3 separate regions of the Anser cygnoides genome follow, and all the other regions are linked to region 1. The links are chromatin contacts, called in public Hi-C maps. All regions are on one chromosome and are shown on one strand. Each heading gives the region's core, a stretch centred on a gene start, on an enhancer-like site or on the middle of the called end of the contact. The rest is flanking DNA. Distances are from core to core; before and after follow the strand shown.

Region 1 (4,541 bases), core at 1,431-3,930:
AGGGAGGAAGAGAGGTCTGCCCTAAAATATTTTCTAAGCAATTTTTGAACTGCAGCCCCCCCAACCCAGGGGGCTGCAGGTGGAAGCCTGCGTTTGTTCTTCAAGCACTTATCCTGCTGACCTTTAAAACAATACAGCAAATAATTTTTTTTTTAAAAGCATCTGAAACCTCCGGACAGGAATCGATACGCAGCCCCGGATCGAAGGAGGGCTCGATCCCGCACCCAGCCCTGCTGACACGTCCAGCTCCGTGGGGAAGAATTCGGCCCCGGACAGACGCGGGAGCGACGCAGTGCGCGGTGCTGAGCCCCATCTGGCTGGCTCAGCCTCGCTTCGCACCGATCCTGCGCCTACCGAAGCCGGTGGAAAAAACTAACCGAGGCGGGCTTTGTTTTTGTTGGTTTTGACCCGTGATTTTAAGCCCCGACTTGCCTCTTTCCCTGGAAATGCAACAGGGGGTCAAAGGCAGCTTTTTAGGCACATCTGAGAGGCCGCCGCAGATTTATTTTTTTTTTTTTTCCTAAACAAACGCCCTGCTTTCTGTTTCCCTCCTTCCCAAGAGGCGATTTCATAACATTTCATACTGTGACTTTGCAAACTACGGGCGGGGGGGGGCCGGCTGGCGAGGCGGAGAGCTGGGGGGGGGGGGGAGAGAGAGAAGGGGGGGGGGGGACGGCCGGGAGAGGTCGCTGCCGCCCGACCACGAAAAGTTTTCACAACAAAGTTGGGCTTTTTCGGTTTTGTTTTCCTTTTTTTTTTTTTTTAAGGGGGGGGATTAAAAATAATAATAATAATAATAAAAATGAAACACGCGTCACCGAAAGAGCTTTCTCCCATCCCCCAAATGCTGTTTTTTTTTTTAATTTTTAAAAAAAATTTTTTTTTTTTGGGGGGGGTGGGGGTGGGGGGAGGTGCGGCGCGGGCCGGGCGCGGCGGTTGCGCGGGGTCTGCGCGCGATTTGCGCGGCTCGCTCCAGGAACAGCCGTGTGGCCGGGGGCCAGGCGCGCAGCTCCCGGCGGCAGATTTACGAGCTCCTGTCGCCGCGCCAAGTCCGCCGCGGTAGTAAACACACGGCAAAGGGCTGCCACGGGGAAAAGGGGGAGGGGGGGGACACACAACCGGGGGGGGGCTCCCCCGTACCCCGACAAGCGCACCCCATCGCCGAGCGGCCGGAGGACCCCCCCCCCCCAACCCCTTTCCCTCCTCCTCCCCGCTGTTTGCGGCGGCATCGCTGGAAGGAGAAAAAAAAAAATCGGAGCCCCCCCCCCCCCCGCGCGGTATTTTCAGAGCCACTTCTCCCCCTCCCCGCCGCCTCCCCGCGCGGGTGCCGCCGCCGTCGAGGCCGGCGCGGTTCCTTCCACCGAGCCCCGGGAAGGAGGGAGGGAGGCCGAGCCTCCCCGCCGCCTCTCCCGTCCCCCCCCCCCCGCCGCTTGCTTTTCCCCGGGCCGACAAAAACGCCGCAAAGTCCGCTCCGTCCCCGCCCGGCTCCTCGCCCCCCCCGGGGGGCTTTGACAGATCCCGGCGCGGCCCCGCCACAGGTTGCCAAAAGAAAAAAAAAAAAAGCCGGTAGGGAGCCGAAAGGGGAGTGGGGGGGGGACGCGGGGAAAAAGCCCCCCGCTCGTACTGCGGTAAAAAAAAAATCCTCCGAGAAGGGGGAAGGAAAAAAAAAAAATCACCCCGAGAGAGGGCCGAGCCGCCCGGTGCCGCGACACGGCGCACACGCGGGGACCGGGAGCGAGACAGCCACTAGAAGCAAAAGAACAAGAATAAAAAATAATAACAAATAAGATACATAAAATATAAGACACGCTGCCCGAGCTCCGGCCATCGAGAACCGACGCCGAAAGGAAATAAAATAAAATATAAAATAAAAACCCCGGAGCTCCCCGGCGGCCGCGCTCGCCGCCGTCCTGCGGCCGCCTGCAGGTGCAGGGGCACCGCGGGGCCCCCCCGGGGGACACGGGGATGGGGAGAGCAGCGCTCGGGGGGACAAAACCCCCCCGAGACCCCATGGGGACCACCGCGGGGGGACCTCCCCCCTCCGGGAGCCGGCCCCGTTAGGGCAGCCCGGGGCTGGGATTTTTTTTATTATTATTTTTTTCCCCCCCCTTTCCTTTTTTTTTTTTTTTTTTGATTTTTTTTTTTTTTTTTACTATTAAGGGTGCAAGGAGAGGGTTGGGGGTGTCCCCGCGTTAATTTAATAGGGAGCACGTTAATTTAGTATGGAGAGGGAATTATTATAATAATAAAAAAAAAAATAGGGGAAAAAAAAATTAAGGGGAGAATGGGATGGGGGGGGAATAGGGGATGGTAAAATAATTTTTTTTTTTTTTTTCGGTGGATTAAAAGTGCCGTCGGGGCACCTGCCGAGGGAAAAAGGAGGGGGGGGGAAAAAAACGGGTAAGAAATATATAGGGGCGGCTGGGCGCCAGAGCGGGGCAGGGAGGGAAAGAGGAGGGAGAGAGAGAGAGAGAGGAGGGAAGAGAGAGGAGGAAAAAAAAAAAAAAAAGAGAGAGAGAATTAAAGGGTAAAATCGGCCGCGGCAATAGAAGCAGCAATCACCTGGTCTCCGGGCTTTCCTAGAAACTCCTTGCATCACCACTTCTAAGAACCCCAGTTCTAAGAATCAACAGAGCCCAATTCTCGGAATTTGAGCTGCCGGCCCTACCACTGCGAGCGGCGCGGGGAGGGACGGGGACCTCCCCTACCGCCTCCTCGCCGCCGCCGCCGCCCCGCCGGGACGCCTCCCCCCGCCCGAACGCCCCCGACGGTGTCCCCGTGCCCCCGGCCGGTGTCCCGGTGGGGACGCGGCGGCGGCGAGGGTCCCGCTGCCCCCCGCTCCCCGCCGTGTTCCCCCCCCTCGCGGTGGTCTCGCCCGGCCGCGGGGGTCACGTGGCGGCGGGCGGCGGCGTGACGTGGGGGCGCGGCGGGGTGGCGGCGGGAGCGCGCGCGCGCGCGCCCGCCCGACCGGGCGCGGGGGAGCGCGCGCGCCGCGCGGACGCAAAGGGGGGTCCCGGGTGCGAGAGCGGGGACGGGGCTGAGCGCACGTGGACACCCCCCCCCCCCACCTCGCCTCCCCCCAAAAATATAATGCAGGGGGAAGGAGGGCGTGTGAAAAAATATATGTTTTTTTTTTTATAATAATTCCTTTTTTTTTCTTTTTTTTTTACTTTTTTCGTTTTTTCCTTGTTTTTTTCCCCTTTTTTCTTGTTTTTCCCTTTTTCCCCTTGTTTTTCCCTTTTTTCCTTGTTTTTTCCTTTTTCCCCCCTTTTTTCCTTTTCCTACCATTTTCTCCTTTTTCTCCTTTTTTCCCTTTTCTCCCTTTTTTCTCTTTTCCACCCTCTTTTCCCTTTTTCCCCTTTCCCCCTTTTTTCCATTTTCCCCCTTTTCCCCCCCTTTTTTCCTCCATTTCCCCCCTTTTTTCCTCCTTTTCCCCTTTTTTTCCCTTTCCCCTTTTTTCCCTTTTTTTCTCCTTTTCCCTTTTATCCCTTTTTTTTTTGGGGGGGGGCACCGCTTTCTCATTCCAACAATCAACCCTCCCCCCCTTTTAAAAAAAAAGAAAAAGCCAGGATCCTGCTGTGCTGCACTGGAATTTTGCATTTTTCATTATTTTTCCTTCCGTTGCCTCTTTTTTTTTTTTTTTTTGCTAATTTTTGACAAACACATCGACGCTCGGCTCACAGCCTCAGATGGGATTTACTCTTGGGGCCAGAAGCTTTTTCCTTAAAGCCCCCCTCACACCCCCATGCGCTTCTTTTTCCTTTTTTTTTTTTTTTTTTGCGTTTTTATTTTTTTGGCTTTGCTCCTTAACGCTGGGATTCTCGAGGAGGAGGAAAAAAAAAAAAAAAAAGAAAGGATGACGATGTAAATTTTTTTTTTTCCTTATTATTTTTTATTTTCAGACGCTTTCGCTCTTTTCCTTCCCAGGACGCCCGAGCGGTGGGTTAATTCTCTGTAGCTCTTGTGGTTCTTATTGCAGCCCAGCCTGTAAGTGTGCACATCCTCGCGTTCCTCCGCTGCTCCGCGAATCTCTGCTGGGGTGCAAAACGCCGTCGGCTCCTCCTGGCGAGCCCGGGCTGCCCGGGGTTTTTTCTCCGGGCGCTTTTTGCCCGCTCCTATTGCCGGGTGTACGGAGGGGAGGGCGAAGGCCTGCGCTGGCCCTTGCGGGAGGCGGTGGGAATAAGGCGAAGACTTCTGCAAACCCTTCTTCCAGTTGGGTTTTGCAGGGCAAGGACTGAGGGGGGTGGGAGGGGGCCGCCACCCGAGCGTTGCTCCGGTCCCGTATGTAAATGTATCGCCCTGTATGTAAATCTGTAGAGATTTATACCTCTCCAGCCTCGAGCCTTGCGTATTTATTTCGACCGACCGTGCCGGCGCTGGGGCCTGCGGCTTGGGTTTGTCTCGGGGGTGCATCAGCACATCGCCAGCCTGCTGTGCCGTTTGCCCCCGACACTTTTTCGGCTGCGTGCTGCCCAGCGTGGCCGAGCAGGGGGAGGGCGCGCTCCGGGCCGGGATGCCTTTCCCATTGCAATTAATAGAAA
Region 2 (4,541 bases), core at 1,414-3,913, 410 kb after region 1:
ATCTCCCTCTTAGCTAGGAATATCCTATGGTGACCGCTAGAACCTCAAACCCAGCTTTTCCATGGAAAAGCCTTTTACTGTATTGCAGGAAAAGAAGTTTGATAGGTCTTTAGTCTGTGGTCTCCAAAACACGAGCCTGTCTCTTCCTCATTATAGAGAAGTTGCTTCAACTTTCTTGTGAAGCAATACTGAAATGATAAGCACTGGGATAGTAAAATTCAGACTTTTTCCAGGTTTTCTAATGTTCAGACATGGATCTAAAGCTTAATTCAAACACTTCATCAGTCATCTGATCTAAAATGCAGGCTGGAGACTTCCCAGGAGCTGCATTATACACATTATTTCACAGGTCATCAACTGTGTAGGGGCTGCAAAGGGGAGGCTTAGAGCAGTACAAAACAATGAAAGATATTTCCAAAATGTTTGAAGCTTTAAAAATTTGCATTTGCATTGGGTCTCACCTTACATTGCTGCAATTTTGTGTTTTGGATGCTAGCTTCTGCAAACCGTAGCCTTTTACTGGGGTGAAAATCTCCCACACGGTTTCCTATGTCGGGGTATGAATAATAGGTTCCCCAATCTACCCATCACATCTGACTTTGTCAACATAAAAAAATTGCATCATTTTAGGTGCAAATGGAAACCAACTCAGATAAACCAGCATTGGCTTTCTGGGATTGATCATGTATATTCAAAACTGCCTGAAGTTGCCTACGTTGACATCAGTTAAAATCCGGCTTGGGCTAAACTGAAATGAGTGTCTCTACACATACCTCAGATCTAAATTTGGAGGTCTAGTGGTTTTCAGATGATTCTGTTATCACATGTAAACAAGTCCATAAGTTTTCCCTGCTGTCATACCAAAGCACTTAATGAGGATTAAATATACTTACCATCTTCACAGTGAACTGCCTTGTATGAAGGAAACCAGTAAAGAGTGCCCTCAAAGTTCAGAGCACAATGATAAAGAGCACCCTGAAAGTTCAGAGCACAACGATTTGTCAGCCTTCTCCGTATGGAGGTTACCGTGACTGGTTCGGGATGTTCAGGAGGTTTTTCAACGCTGAGTTTTTGGCAAACGCATATAATCCCTGCTGATGATAGTCTTTTCTAATGCCCGCTGAAGGACATTGGACTGGCAGGACTCACCATGACCTCTGGATATCGGATCGGTCCTTTCTGATTGGTTCTGCCCTATCACGAGGAGCGAAAGCTTTTGGGGTTTCAGTTTCCATCAGCGCAAAATTCTCAGGTCAAGAATTGTGTGAATAATTCAGGAGACAGGAATTGGTGCCCTTCATGCAAAAGTCAATTTAGCAAGAACCTTCCATCTTAGAAATGTGATAAGAGTAATACTTTGGACTCGTCTTCATAGATACTGATCAACATCAGAGCCTCTTCATAGAGGACTTCGGGTTGAATGTCAGGACAATCTGTACAGCTGGCAAAACTGGGATTTTATTTTGCCCTTCCAGTATCATGATAAACCTGGATCCTAACTGACATTCCCAATGTCTCCTATGTTAGTCAACAGGCCCTAGCCTCAAACAGAGCAGTCTTAAGGCCACTAAAGAGCTCGGCTTTATGTTTTCTTGTTTTGTTTTGTTTTGTTTTTTAATTCTTATTATTTTTAAGCCTTGCTAATTATGAATCAAAAGCTGTAGGATGTGTGAGGGTGACACATGCAATTGTGCAGATGGGTTTTCCACAGATTTTCTTTAAATAAAATAATTTTTATAAATATGTATCTCATATTTTGCACTAATTCAATGCCAGTGGAGGCCAGGCAAGAAAACTTCTGTCTCATTGTTGATCAAACTTTGAGAATGTGACGATCAGGTGAGAATAATGGTCTGTGGATACTTGATACCAAACTGCGCCATCATGGACTCCAGATATGCAGCATGTGCCACAGGGAGATCATTTTGAAAATACTTGGGAGAGTTTTCAGTATTACTTTCCATCTACCTCAGCCAGTAAAAGCAGGTCCCATGACCAGAGGATGAGCAGAATTGTAATTATTGCATGGTTACATGAGTATAAGTAATATGGTGTTACCGACATCGAGTGTTATTTTAAAAGGACTTTTGCTCTCAATACCAGTGTCCCATTTTAAGGATATGACATGTCTGGTCATCCTGAGTAGAAACAAGCGCTGCACATCCCCGCCAGAATGGGAGTGCCTCTCCGTCCCAGGTTGTAAAGCTCCTGTTACTTGTCCAAGAGAGTAAACAAATATTGGACCTTGCACCTGGTTGGAAAAGTCCCAGATTTTGGGGCAAAGAAGGAAACCTCTGTCCGGTAGGTTGGTTTAATGAGAAAAAACAGAGTTAGTTGATTCCAGCTGCTGAGAAATTTGGGATGATGGAATTCAGTGCAGGGTGTGGTAGATGGTCAGCGTACAGGTGAGGCGTTTTCCAGCGCCTGATGGATGTGATTTACGGCAAGGCTGCTGTCGACACGCAGACAGCGCATGTTTCAAAACAGCGAGGAAGCTTTGGGCTGGTGCCGGATTGTGAAAGGCAGGGTTTTAAAAGACCTTAAATAAATGAGGTGCCAGTTGAAATTTGGTGGGACATCTTCTCCTAATGCAGTCAGACACCTTTGAAAACTCCAAGCCTCAAAGCCGCGGGGAATATGAGAGCTATCATTTGTTCAGGACTCTGCTCTTTGTGGGATCCAGCCTTTCTCCACCTTTTTTTTTTTTTTCCTTTCTACTTTTGGCAGGGGGAAGACAGGTTCCCTCCCTGTTTCTTGTTTTTTGTCAGACGTTTTTCCCCAGGCAGGCATGCAGGAGGCATGCCAGGCTGGTAGGCTGGAGCATTGGCACGGGAAGCATCTCTGACTCAAAACTTTGCCATTACTCAGGCATTTTCACCTTCTCCACTGAACAGAACCTTTGGTAAAAATCTCTTCGTGCCACCACCCTCACGGTGATGCAGAGAGGCAGAGACAAGCCGCCGAATGCCGTCTGGAGCATAGCCAAGCTATGGAAGAGTGAATTGAGTCATTCATGCCCAGCAGCGGATGTGATTTTTGGCTGGATTCGAGTCTGGTGAACATACTGATGGCGCCCATCCTGGGCTTATGAAATGGGTTGGCTGGGCTGGGGGGATAGAAGCGGTTTGAAGTGCCCTTGCGCAACACAGAAACAGTTGGATGTGAAAGTCTTTGGGCAGTGGGACATGGTTTGTTCTGCCTTCGTTCAGCACCAAACACTGCAGGGCCTTGACCCATTGCTTGGGCTTCTGGGGACCGCTTTCATCATGAAAACTCCTTTGGGCATGCAATACAAGGCAACTTATTTTTTGACCTCGATGGAAAGGTTGCTTACCCATATCAGTTTGGGCCTTAACTACACTCTCAGTTCAGCTTTTAAGAAACCAAATGCTGTGGAGAATTTGATCTACAATTGAGGCACGCCTGCACTGAGCAGCGGCATGATCCCGGGGGCAGGCGGTCGCTGGTCCTCCCCACCTGGAGGAGTGGGTGGGCGAAGGTGCACCAACCGTTGCACAACGAACACGAGGCATCTGAAGAGGAGGCCGGCTCATCTGCCCTCCAGACCTGCTCGGTTTTGCAACTACCGCTTATGTTACGGGGTCGGGTGCAACAGCCCCTGAAACTACCCTCCGCTGCTCGACCAGCACGTCTGGTGTCCTGAGTCAGTGGGTGAGCAGCCTGGGACGGCGCGCGGAGAGACACCTGCGAGGGAGCCCAGACAGGCCGGGGAGAGCTCCCCCACCTAGTCCCTGGCTGGGACTTCTGCCACTGGCCCTCTCAATAATTGCGAGGTGCTTTTCCCAGCGAGGATCCTGAAATCTGGCGCAGAATTACAGAGTGAGCCTGGTGGGCTGGAGGATCACCCAGGAAAACCCTCCCTCCTCATCAGCCCAAGATGAGGGTGAAAGGAGGAGTGATTTCTGTCACCCATCCTGCCTTCCTTTTCCTGTGGGAGTTTCAGACAAATGTACGGCTTGTGTGCCGCCATATATTTGTCCTTTCCTCTGTCCAGGGAATGTGGCTTTGCAAGTGTGAATACAAAGGGAGCTGGCTCAGTGGCTGCCGCTATTAGGATCACCAGAACTGCCAAAATACCCTGTCTAATCCACAACTCTACCAGCAACAGTTTCCCTTGCTGAGGTCCCTCCCAGGAAAGGCAAAACCCCACAGTACCAGCTTTGGGATAAACTGCCCAGAGAAAGCTTTCCTGCCAGCCTCACAAGGAATTGGCTGATCCCCTCACCTTCACCTGTTACCCAGAAGTTAGTGAAGAGCTGCTGAGATTGTTCCCTGGGTGCCATGTAATGGTAAAGTCTCATTAAATAAAAAAATTTTTAAAAAGAGATCTCAGTGTTAGCGATATGTTCCAAGGAGAAGAGTCATCTTTGTTTTAAGAACTCTCATTTTCCTGTAGAAGTAAAATGAAGAAGAGCTTTCTCAGCTTTTGAAAGCATGGAAAGCCCCACTTTTTCACAACTTTAAAAGATTCTGCCCCGTTTTTATTTTGGGAAAAAGTAAAGAGGGAAATCAGAGATAGG
Region 3 (4,541 bases), core at 968-3,467, 300 kb after region 1:
TGCCAGGAAAGGCTGCAGCCATCGGAGACATCAGCCAAGTGAGGAGCATGGCTTTTCCCAGCCTTGGGGGAATGAAGTAATTCCCCAGCAAGTGTTGTTCTGCCTCTTATCTCTCCAAGAAGCGTGGTCCTCCTGGGAGCCGGGGTGCTGGGAAGCAGCAGCGCAGCAGGCGCCTGCCGCGGGGCAGAGCTTGGCTCCCCGTGCAATGGGAAGAGGCTGTGGTGGTGCCTCTGTGCTTCTCCAGATCCAGCCATGGCCTGGGAAGGGCTTTTGCAAGGAGGAAACCTTGCAGCATGTTTTGGAAGGGGTTTGTGTCTTGTGATCCTCGCGCCTCAATCCTCCGACTGTTCGAAGACGTGCCACAGCAGCACGGGGCTCTCACTGAAACCCGCCTGTTGGTACAACCACCAAACGGACTGGCTCTTCCCCGCTGAGCTCATGAAATTGTTATTTGTCACACCCTTTCCCTCTGCCTTTGGAAAGCCAGGGCTGGGGCAGCGTTAACAGCCTTGGTTTTGGCAGGGATCTGGTTGGATCAGGATTCCTCCGATGGCAGCCTAGTGGGAGAAAAGCAAGCCTTGGGGCTGCATCCCTGCAGTCCTGTGTGTCACCACGGGCAGGTGTACCCAGCAGACCCAGACCCCTGCCTTCAGTCTGCTCTCGTCTCCTTTTCCCCTTTCCTTTTCCCTCCATCCTCAGTTATATATATTGGGAACAGGCCTAAGCCAGTGGAAAAGTAGGATCTTGCAGGATCTCGTGTTGCAAGCTAAACCTGGGTCTGCTCTCTGATACCGGGCCACTTCAGTTCTGCGCCCCCTCCATTAAATGCATACACCGGAGCAGACGATCCCATTGCTGAGTGTGGGGCAGGTCTGAGGATCTGCTCCTGGGGCTCGCTGCAAGCCCTCCAGGTCTGCTCCACTGCTGGAAACTGATCTCCAGCAAAGCAGGCTCTTTACAGCAGAAATTCTCTCTGTATGGCAGAGGGTTTCGTGCCGCTGACAGCTCGTGAAAAATGTGCACTGTGGCTCCAGGTAAAGTTTTTTATACTAGGTGTTAAGTTGATGAGGGCAGCAGCAGATAGATATATGTTTAGTTTATTATCATTTCATGCATTACCGTTAGCAGACAGCTACAAGCTGCACAGATTATTACAGTTTAAGTTGGAGTTTATGGAGTAGCAGTTAAAATAATAATGCCCGGTTTTCATAGGCCTATTTATCTCTGGATCTCTGTTTGGACAGTGGAGCTGACCACTTAGGATCAGATCCAAAAAGGTACTTTAGTAGCTAACTTCCCTCTAGATGCCTACACTGGCTGAAATCAAAGGAGGAGTGGGCCATGAAATAACTTCGCAATAGATCTGGCATTTTCTTGTAATTTCTGTTTTCTCATCTAGATCACGTTCAGATTCACAGCAGGGCAGGAGAAAAGGGGAAGGAAATTTTGACTCTTTTCTTATTAACTGTAATGCTTTGGAAAAAAAAAAAAGAAAATAATAAAAGAAAAGGAAATGTTTATTTTAAAAAAGCAGCGTGTTGGAGCTGGGGGCCAGTTGTGTTGGGAAGTTCCCCTTCGGCTGAAGTCAGGCAGCGGAGGCAAGGGCTTGTTCCCAGAATGGTGGTGAGGGCGCGGCGATGGCGTGTTTGACAAATAAGGACATAAGCAAAGAGCTTTTTGCCACGTTGGCTTGTGCTCAGTTTAGAAGAAAAAAAAAAAAAAGGAGAAAAAAAAATCCTGGACGGGAAGAAAAATGAAATCACTGTTTGTCAAAGGGAAATAGATAGATCTGGGAGGGAGGGAGCTTTTTTTTTTTCTTTTCTTTTTGCCTTCTAGTCACAAAAAGGCATTCTGAAGGAAAGCAAACGTGAGCAACCCTTACAGAAAACCTCTCCAAGTGCCTGGTGTTGCTCCCAGCAGGACCCTTGCCGACGGCACTGGCCGTTGGTTCCTTCCTGGCCAGGCAGGGCTGCTTGGGATGAGACCCGTGCGGCGTGATGTGTAAAGCTGGTTCCCTACGCTGCTGCGTCCGATCCCGAGGGAGGCCGGACCCTGCAGGGGGCATCCTGCAGATTCCTTGGGGGAATTGGGGTGGCGGAGGGCTGGGGCTGTCCGGCAGAGGCTCACACGGTGCCTTGCAGCTTTCCAGCGCCCACGGGAGCTGTCGGGGCAGGAGCTGGGCGGCTGCGAGCAGCTGTGACCCCGAGCTGCAGACCCGCCAAGGGCCACCTCGGTAAAACACGCGTCTCCAAATCGCTGCTAATTGCCCACAGGTGCTGTGTCTGCGGCCCGGATCTGATTTTAATTTGGGACCCTAGCTGCTACCGTAGCACGGACGGTGCTCAGCCGGGAGATCACCTCTTTCCCAACAGCCCCCGGCCGTTATCAGCGTGTTTTATTGACAGGCCGCAAAGCACTTCACAAAAGGAATACCGGTCTCTCTCTGATAAGGAAGCTGAAGCAGGGAAAGTGATTTGCCTGGGTCACCAGGATGGCCAGCAGCAGGCTAAAAATAGTGCCCACATCTCCTGCATCCCAGAGCAATTGTTGGCTGCATCGCGCCGCCTCGGTGCTGTGAAAACGGCGACTTAATGAATAAACACCATCCGCTGCTGAGACCAGAAAGAACTTGGGATGTGGCAAAGGGGACGTGCAGAAGGGCTTGAGGATGGGGTTTAGAGTGAAGAAGCGATCAGATGTGCTGCCTGCATGGGGTGCAGCGTAAAGCAGAAGCCAAGGCACCAGTTCTCAGCACGTTCGGGTCGCAGAGCAGCCTGGCACCTGCCCTTGTATGAGCTGTAGGGATACACGGGGAATTCCTTTCACTGGGGGAGTTTAGGGAGGAGAAATAACAGAACGTGGTCTGAAGGCATACACGCCTTCCTCCGCCAGGCTGTTCAGAGGAGAGCTCTTCTCCAGGAGCCAGTCTTGGGAGCTCGTGGCAACGTGTGCCGGGTGCGAGCAGCCAGCCCCTGTCCTTGTGGCTTAGCATTTCGCTGCCTGCCGGCCCCTGGGCGAGTGCTGCTGCTGCCTCTGCCTCTTCCTGGGCTCCGACTCGCCCGCCACGGAGGAATTTGTGTATTTGTCGGTTTTGGGTGCGTGTGTTGAGGAACCACTGGGGAAGGAAGGGCGCGGGTTTTGCCAACAGGGGGTGCTGCCTTAAATAGCGCATCTCCGCAGCTGGGCTCTGCCGGAGTGCTGGCCTGCCTTGAAATCGCCTTCCTTTGAATGGCTGGAGGAGCCGAAAAGGCCAAAGAGAGCAGAAAGTGTGTTCAGCCTCCCTCTAGTGCTAGATTTTGTTAATCATTGGGATTATTGGCCTGGGTTTAGGTGCTCGCTGGCGAGGAGCATCCGTAGCGCCGCGCAGCTCTAGCTGACTGCCTCCCCGGGCTCAGGCGAGGAGCAGTCGCTCCCGGTGGCTCTGTAAATAAAATCTTGGTCTGTGTGTATGGCTTTCAGTTTGAGAGCCCGCTTTTACGGATTTCTGGGACTCTTAATGTGATTTATTAAAATCTGGGTGATAAGTAACAGCCTTTTATCTAAATTGAAGCCGTGTCCAACAGTATAAATAAATTACCTGGTAATGTTAACCCTCTTACTCAAACCTTGGCTTTGCAGGAATGCTTTTGATCTGTCTCCCTCCTTCTGCCGTCCTTGTGTGTTTGAGAAACGGGAACGGGCTGTGTTCTGAATTAGACTTGAACAAATAACATGTATGCTCTCTGCATGTGTAAATGCTCACCGGCTCCCTACAGGTCGATGTGTGTTTGTTCTGTTATAGAGGTCTCTGGGCACTAAGGTAAGAAAAATCGGTAATTCACAGTCTTTATGTTGATGAATATTTCGATGCATGGTATATGAAATTGCATATGTTTTTCTCATATACCTACACACATATATATATGCACGCAGACACACTATATATATATATACACACATACGTGTATATATATATATGAGCAATGCATAATGAGCAGGGATATAGAGCAGGCCTCCATGTTCTTGGGGAACAAGCAAGCACATTTTATCCCTGCTGCTTTTTTATCCTTTCTGTGGGTAGCATGACCAGTAAATCCAGGATCACAAGAGAAAAGGAACACTGAGCATGTCTTTCAGTCGGCTCTTGATGTAACCCATCTTATACGCATGTTTGTTTTACAATGCCAAACCACATTCTATTTTAAATCTTTAATGAACCTCTGTTCCCATCTATGTAACTTTCCAATCCTTACTCTCTTCAGAATAGACAAAGATGCTTATTATAAACCACAAATTTTACTGAAAGGGTGAACTGGAAAAGTTTTAATTGTACAGCGTAAGCCTGCCATTCATCTCTCTGCCTGGCTATTAATATCTTGGCAATGCTATAATGCAATACAGCCTTTAATAGCTAAACCTCTCGGCAAGGACTACAAAGGAAGCAAGGATCCAAACAGTTAACTGTTCTCATTATTTTCATCATGGTTATTACTATGTTATTTAATGTATTTGTTATGTTATTGTTTAATATAGTAACAGAGCAGGCAGGATGTGCCAGGACC

The links. Hi-C and Micro-C count contacts between places; a contact is called where the count stands out from the background.
Region 2: a contact with region 1 is called in a Hi-C map of liver, with 4 times the contacts expected there. The contact joins the enhancer-like site here to the promoter of BCL6 in region 1. A contact is called at or near these places in 2 of 7 Hi-C or Micro-C datasets (granulosa cells and liver).
Region 3: a contact with region 1 is called in a Hi-C map of liver, with 2.6 times the contacts expected there. The contact joins the enhancer-like site here to the promoter of BCL6 in region 1. A contact is called at or near these places in 3 of 7 Hi-C or Micro-C datasets (granulosa cells and liver).

The regions. Positions count from the first base shown.
Region 1 is chr9:16,338,932-16,343,472 of Taihu_goose_T2T_genome, reverse strand. It overlaps BCL6 (BCL6 transcription repressor), which reads right to left and starts at 2,680. Exons shown (of 10, transcript XM_067002297.1): 1 at 2,563-2,680. LOC136791437 (a long non-coding RNA gene) reads left to right here. Exons shown (of 2, transcript XR_010833524.1): 2 at 160-529. It also overlaps the pseudogene LOC136791464.
Region 2 is chr9:15,925,368-15,929,908 of Taihu_goose_T2T_genome, reverse strand. All of the region lies in intron 9 of LPP (LIM domain containing preferred translocation partner in lipoma), which reads left to right. Among named protein-coding and RNA genes, the nearest start is that of TP63, 220 kb to the right of the region's middle. Within about 2 kb of position 2,663, at least 1 of the 3 cell types and tissues checked has open chromatin away from gene starts, as enhancers often do. A contact at or near this core is called in liver, where this site is marked.
Region 3 is chr9:16,039,372-16,043,912 of Taihu_goose_T2T_genome, reverse strand. All of the region lies in intron 6 of LPP (LIM domain containing preferred translocation partner in lipoma), which reads left to right. Among named protein-coding and RNA genes, the nearest start is that of LPP, 150 kb to the left of the region's middle. Within about 2 kb of position 2,217, at least 2 of the 3 cell types and tissues checked have open chromatin away from gene starts, as enhancers often do. A contact at or near this core is called in liver, where this site is marked.